2 separate regions of the Zea mays genome follow, and region 2 is linked to region 1. The links are chromatin contacts, called in public Hi-C maps. All regions are on one chromosome and are shown on one strand. Each heading gives the region's core, a stretch centred on a gene start, on an enhancer-like site or on the middle of the called end of the contact. The rest is flanking DNA. Distances are from core to core; before and after follow the strand shown. Region 1 holds the start of LOC103636659 (golgin-84). Region 2 holds the start of LOC103636663 (CASP-like protein 4A2).

Region 1 (2,700 bases), core at 48-2,547:
GACCTCGCGGCGTTCCTGGCCGTGGCGGCGCGCAAGATGGGCGCCAGGCAGTCGGAGGCGCGCCTCGCCGAGTGCTTCGACGTGTTCGACGACGCCTGCAGCGGGTCCATCCCCACGGAGCAGCTGCGGCAGGTGATGGTGAGCCACGGCGACCGGCTCACGGAGGAGGAGGGATTGCGGCGGGGTCGCGGGCGAACGGACTGCGGCGGTTTTTGCAGCGGGCGGAGGGAGGCGGGGGCAGTCTACAATAGAGACTTAATAGTTAGTAGAGACTACCGCGCCATGTCAGCACACCCTCTCGCTCTGCAGCGGTTCCCCCTATACCATTCCTTTAGGCTGCCCACACCGGAGAGCTGGAAATGGAACCCGTAAATTTTTGCAATAGCTGGAGGCCTGCAGCGGTGACTGTAAATCCAACTCTATCTTCTCTCTCCAGCACTGCGGACGCCAAATACAGCGCTCGTGATCGCCTACGCTAAATGCTGCTGCTCTCTCTCGCCGGAGCAGAGGTGGGCCCAGGGACGGGACAGCAGCGCCTGCCTGCTCTGCCTGCTGGTGGACCCAGGGACGTATAGGGTGGATATATAGGGTAATCGTGACCGCGGAGAATTGTTGGATAGAGTAGAGAATCTCACTGACCAGGATGGAATATTCCTTTTAGGGTAGAGAAATAGGGTAGTATGAGTGCGGATAGCCTTATACCCCACTACAAACATAAAATATCAATTTTCATACACATTCATCATCTATTAATATTTTTTCACCACTGATAAATACCGGCGTGCACAAATATCAAGACAAGGGGGCCATTTGACGCGCCCCTTGATCTGGCGGCCGGCTGGGCATTCCCCCACTACTGTAGCACATGTAGAGGGCACCGTTAAAGTGGATACCGGTGCTCTGTAGCCTCCAAATTCGGTACTGTGCAAGGGGAGGGGGCACCGTTGAAGACGGTCTCAGGCCCTCCCTCCGGTGGAATTGAACAGAAAGCCAGAAGCCTCTATCACTGTTCATATTTGCTTTAGGTTTTAATAGGTGAAGAAAAAATGTTAATATATGATAAATATGGTTGGATAATAATATTTTATAGTTGTAGTGGGAGTATATGGAGAGAATATAAGGGTAACCATTGTGGAAGATAAAATAATAGGGGATAAAATGTTGGTAATGTGACGCAAAAAGTAATATATAGGAAAAAATTTAGAGAAAACTACTACATAATCTAATGTCAAATATGTAAAATGACTTTTGAAGAGTTGCTTGACAAATAGTTAATTTTTCCTTTTTTTTCTCTCGAATCGTTAGGTGGTGGCCTGGTGGGTTTGGATCGATTTTGGTTTTACGGCTTCACCCGCTGCCGTGGCCGGAGATCTCACATCACTACACCAGCCAATTTTATCAAGCTCGCTCGCCGTCACACTGCGCCACCAGCGGCGATCCCGCCATGGCCTCCTGGCTCAAGGTCGCCGAAGGTACGAAACCCCGACGGCCCAACCTCCCTCGCACTACTCGTCGCCCACACAGATCCATCCCTCTGCGTCGGCGAAGATATGCCGTTCTCCTCTCAATCCCACAACTCTCGTACTTTCCCCGCGCTGATTACTCCGTGAGACTAGTATTGCCTCCATCTGTGGTAGGTGTGCTCTGTTTGATCATATTCTGCCCGCCTAATTGCACCTAACTGAAACCCAGCACTGTTTCCGTCTGCTTGATTGCACCGTGAGGAGTTTGCTATAAGGAATCTGAGCATGGTGATCATTTTTTGGTAATAGACTTGCTCGAAGTCGTCGACCGGAGGGCCAAGATCGTGGCAACAGAACTGTCGGATGAGCAGTCTACCTCTCAGCCTTCAGGTAGCGTGCCTCCTTGGTTTACACGTGCCCATTTAGCCATTTGGCAGGTAGTTTAATCTCTGCTTGTTGATGCTTGTTTGTGAAGGACCAAACAACCAAGAAGTGCAAGCAAAGAAGGGAAAGCCGAGGGAGAAGGTCACTACTTAACAGCCTTCTTGAGCATACTTGTTTCTTTACATACCACACATGAGTCATCGTTCAAGCTTTGGCATTAATTTTTTTGCAGGGTCCATTGAAGCTCACTAATGCCGATGGTGGCAACAAGATATCTGCTCAGAAGGAAAAGAGGAGTAGGCAACGGCCGCGAGAGCGGATGAAGATCGAGAAGATCAGGCCTTCGCCACCTGCAGGTTCATCAAGTGTTGATACCAGTGCTAGTGAACCAGAAGTCACTCCGATCGATGTTAAGGAAGTGGGTAATGAGGGTACATTGGAGAAAGGAGAGAAAGGTACTGATGGCCTTAAGACTGATGGGTCTGGGATTGTTAATACCATGGTTGAAGTTCAACTGATGCAGAAAAACTCTGACAATGCCACTCTGGATGGTGTTACACATACCAATTCAGAGATTGCTGTTGAAAGCTATTTTTCAGTTATGGATGCAAAAAGTGAGTCGAGCAGCAGTAACCAGACTTCCGAGATTGGTTCAGTGATTAATTTGGAGGAGAGAGACTCTACTGTGGCTGTTATCCAGGACACAAATGCGTCTGAATTGCCAAATACAGAGGTTACTGGCAAACTGCAGGAATCAAAGAAAGCGAGTGTTTCAGATTCATCAGAAAGCATAGAAGATCGACGCAAACAAAAATCTGATACAATTTCTGTGAAAGAACAAGACCAACTTGAG
Region 2 (2,700 bases), core at 50-2,549, 180 kb after region 1:
CCACAACCATTTTATGCTATGTGAACAAAAGCAATGCATAACATAAGAGTATAAAAGTGTACCTTGTCATTCATTGTCTTTCCACTTTCATTCTTCCTTTGTATGGCTTCATAGTAACTTTGGAAAAGACTTACTTCCTTTTGGATTATACCCCATCGATGACGCAATGAAGAGCAATTGCGATCTGATTCAAATGTTAAATTGACATGATAATACTTTTCAATTCTTTCCCAAAATCTGCTATCTTTTTGGTCCCTTCCAGCAGTAGGATCTTTGCTAACATTGAGATACACTGACAACAATAGAATGTCCTCATCATCAGTGAAATTTTTTGAGCGGCCCTTTGGTTTTGTCTGGGAATTCATATTAGCTACAAGAGGATCAACTTGCACGCAATCCTCCAAGCCTAAATTATCTGTATCATCTTGGTTCATCAGATTCCTATAGTAGTTATCTTGGGAGGGTAGTATGCTGCACAAAATTAAGATATACCTATTTTCATCAGTTATCTTGGGAGGGTAGTATGCTATTGTACTACTTTATGATTATCTGCTTCATTGTTTAAAAATCAATTTGCTTGTATGTAATTGTTTAACAGATAAAGTAAAAATACGCACTTGTAATCAGGAAGCATCCACGAGGCATCAATGCTGTTGTCCAGAGGGTTTTGCACAGATGCAGCTGCCGACAAAGCTTCAGGTTGTGCATGTGTTGCATGACTGTCGTTCGTGGGGCTGCGACGATTATCTTGTGACGATGGATGCCAGCCTCCAGAAATCGTACCTATGGCGGCATTCAATGCAGACCGACGGGATTTTGGCGCTGGCCTTCGGTCCATCGCGCTAGAATCCGAGGAGGCACGGAGAAGATGCAACTGCGACGGCGAACTCACGGGGCGACGGGGAGGTGCAGCGACGCTGGGCAGGTAAAGACGAGGAACTCGCGGCGCTCTGCAGGCGACTGCAACGACGAACTCGCGGGCAGGGCAGGGTGGTGCCGGTGGCAGGGCAAGGAGTCGGCCACTGCGACGGCGAACTCGCGGGCAGGGTGGGGCGGTGCCGGTGGCAGGGCTCGCGGGCCGGTTGTAGGTACTCGGCGCTGGGGGAGGGGCAGGGCGGGCCGGTGCCGGTTGCAGGGAGTCGGCGCTAGGGGAGGGGCAGGGCGGTGCCGGTTGCAGGACAGGGAGTCGACGCTGGGGGAGGGGCAGGGCATGGGTTCGAACCCCACCTCCTGCATCGTTTTTTAACATTTTACGCTGATTTAATCAAATTGGCCGATGGGCTAACGGGCTGACCGACACAGTCAGCAGGCCGAGATGACGTGTCTGGGCCAGAGTTGTGGCCCGCGGGCGTCTGGCTCGTGCCGAGCCGCCGTTTTGCCATTTATAGGTGTGGCCAACGGGCTAACAAGCTGGCCCGGCACAGTTAGCAGGCCGACATGACGTGCCTGGGCCAGAGTTGTGGCCCACGGGCGTCTTGCCCGTGCCGGGCCGCCGTTTGGCCATTTATAGGCGTGGCCGACGGGCTGGCTCGGCACAGTCAGCAGGCCGACATGATATGCCTGGGCCAGAGTTGTGGTCCGCGGGCGTCTGGCCCGTGCCGGGCCGCCGTTTGGCCATTTATAGGCGTGCAACAGATTAATTTGAGATAGCTGTGAGAGGTTATCTGTAAAAAGATGACGTGGGACGACCGTTGAAACTGGTGCTTTAAGTATAGTATAGATAAAAAGTTGATGATGGTCAGTAACATAGTCGATAACTAACGTGATGGTCAGCAGGGCTGAGAAACCAACCTCATGGCGTCCAGCTCATACAACATCCAGCCTACAGTCGGCTGCTCATCATGGTGATGACAAGTGAACCCGTTACAGTGACATCGTCACATACCCCCATCAACATGGCAAATCCTAGATGATGGAATCTTTATTTCTCTACCGCCTCTTAGGGGGTTTCACTAAAGATCCTCCTGTCGCCTGGCTTCCTCCTGTAGATGTCGTGCGACCTGTAGATGATGGAATGCTCGCAAATTGTAAAAGCATTGATCAGCTACTGGACAATTGGATTTGATACCAGGTAGTACTGCCTACTAGTGGTCCACGTTTCTAATGTACCTGGTGGTTTCAGAGCAGACTCCCTTGGTTTTGGTTTGGAGTTTGCAGGCTGTCCATTCTTTGTGTGGAATAGCCTGGCTATCCTTGATGGGGCCTTCTGCCTGTAATTGTAGAGCATAGTTTAAACAGCAGGACTCGTTACTGAAAGGGGAAAAGGAAGATTGTTTGCTGCTGACACATGTAACGAAAGAATTTATTGGGAGCCCAACAGATTGTAACTAGTATGTGACATTGAATTCAAAAAAGAAATGATGGTAAGGAATAAGAGATGTGGAAAGTTGAGATGTTGGCAACATACATCCGTTCTGCTGTCGCCTCTGAAGCACCACCTACTGAATACTCGGTTCCTGCTACTGAGCAGCCATCATCAGACATGTTATCTTCACATTCGGCTTCACTTGATCCAGTCCCTATATATTAGAGAGTGAAGCGTGTCCATTACTGATCCCATTCACCACAGAATGATTTTGAGGGCATAATGAAATTCTGTCACTAGAACATAACTCCCTTACCTGATAGTCGCCGGATCTGTTGGCGACTGTCATTTCTATCTATTGATGAACCTGGAGATTTGGCTTTGTTCTTCAGGAG

The links. Hi-C and Micro-C count contacts between places; a contact is called where the count stands out from the background.
Region 2: a Hi-C map of tassel shows a contact between it and region 1, with 2.0 times the contacts expected there. The contact joins the promoter of LOC103636663 here to the promoter of LOC103636659 in region 1. A contact is called at or near these places in 3 of 25 Hi-C or Micro-C datasets (ear, leaf and tassel).

What each region holds. Positions count from the first base shown.
Region 1 is chr8:181,288,238-181,290,937 of Zm-B73-REFERENCE-NAM-5.0, forward strand. It overlaps LOC103636659 (golgin-84), which reads left to right and starts at 1,298. Exons shown (of 21, transcript XM_008659009.4): 1 at 1,298-1,472; 2 at 1,773-1,853; 3 at 1,939-1,988; 4 at 2,080-2,700. The coding sequence starts at 1,445. It overlaps LOC103637586 (probable calcium-binding protein CML9), which reads left to right. Exons shown (of 2, transcript XM_008659745.2): 2 at 1-372. The coding sequence ends at 372.
Region 2 is chr8:181,467,997-181,470,696 of Zm-B73-REFERENCE-NAM-5.0, forward strand. LOC103636663 (CASP-like protein 4A2) reads right to left here and starts at 1,300. Exons shown (of 3, transcript XM_008659014.4): 1 at 618-1,300; 2 at 63-471. The coding sequence starts at 1,249. It overlaps LOC541865 (kinesin-related protein16), which reads right to left. Exons shown (of 21, transcript XM_020543377.3): 18 at 2,622-2,700; 19 at 2,408-2,519; 20 at 2,110-2,210; 21 at 1,683-2,000. The coding sequence ends at 1,930.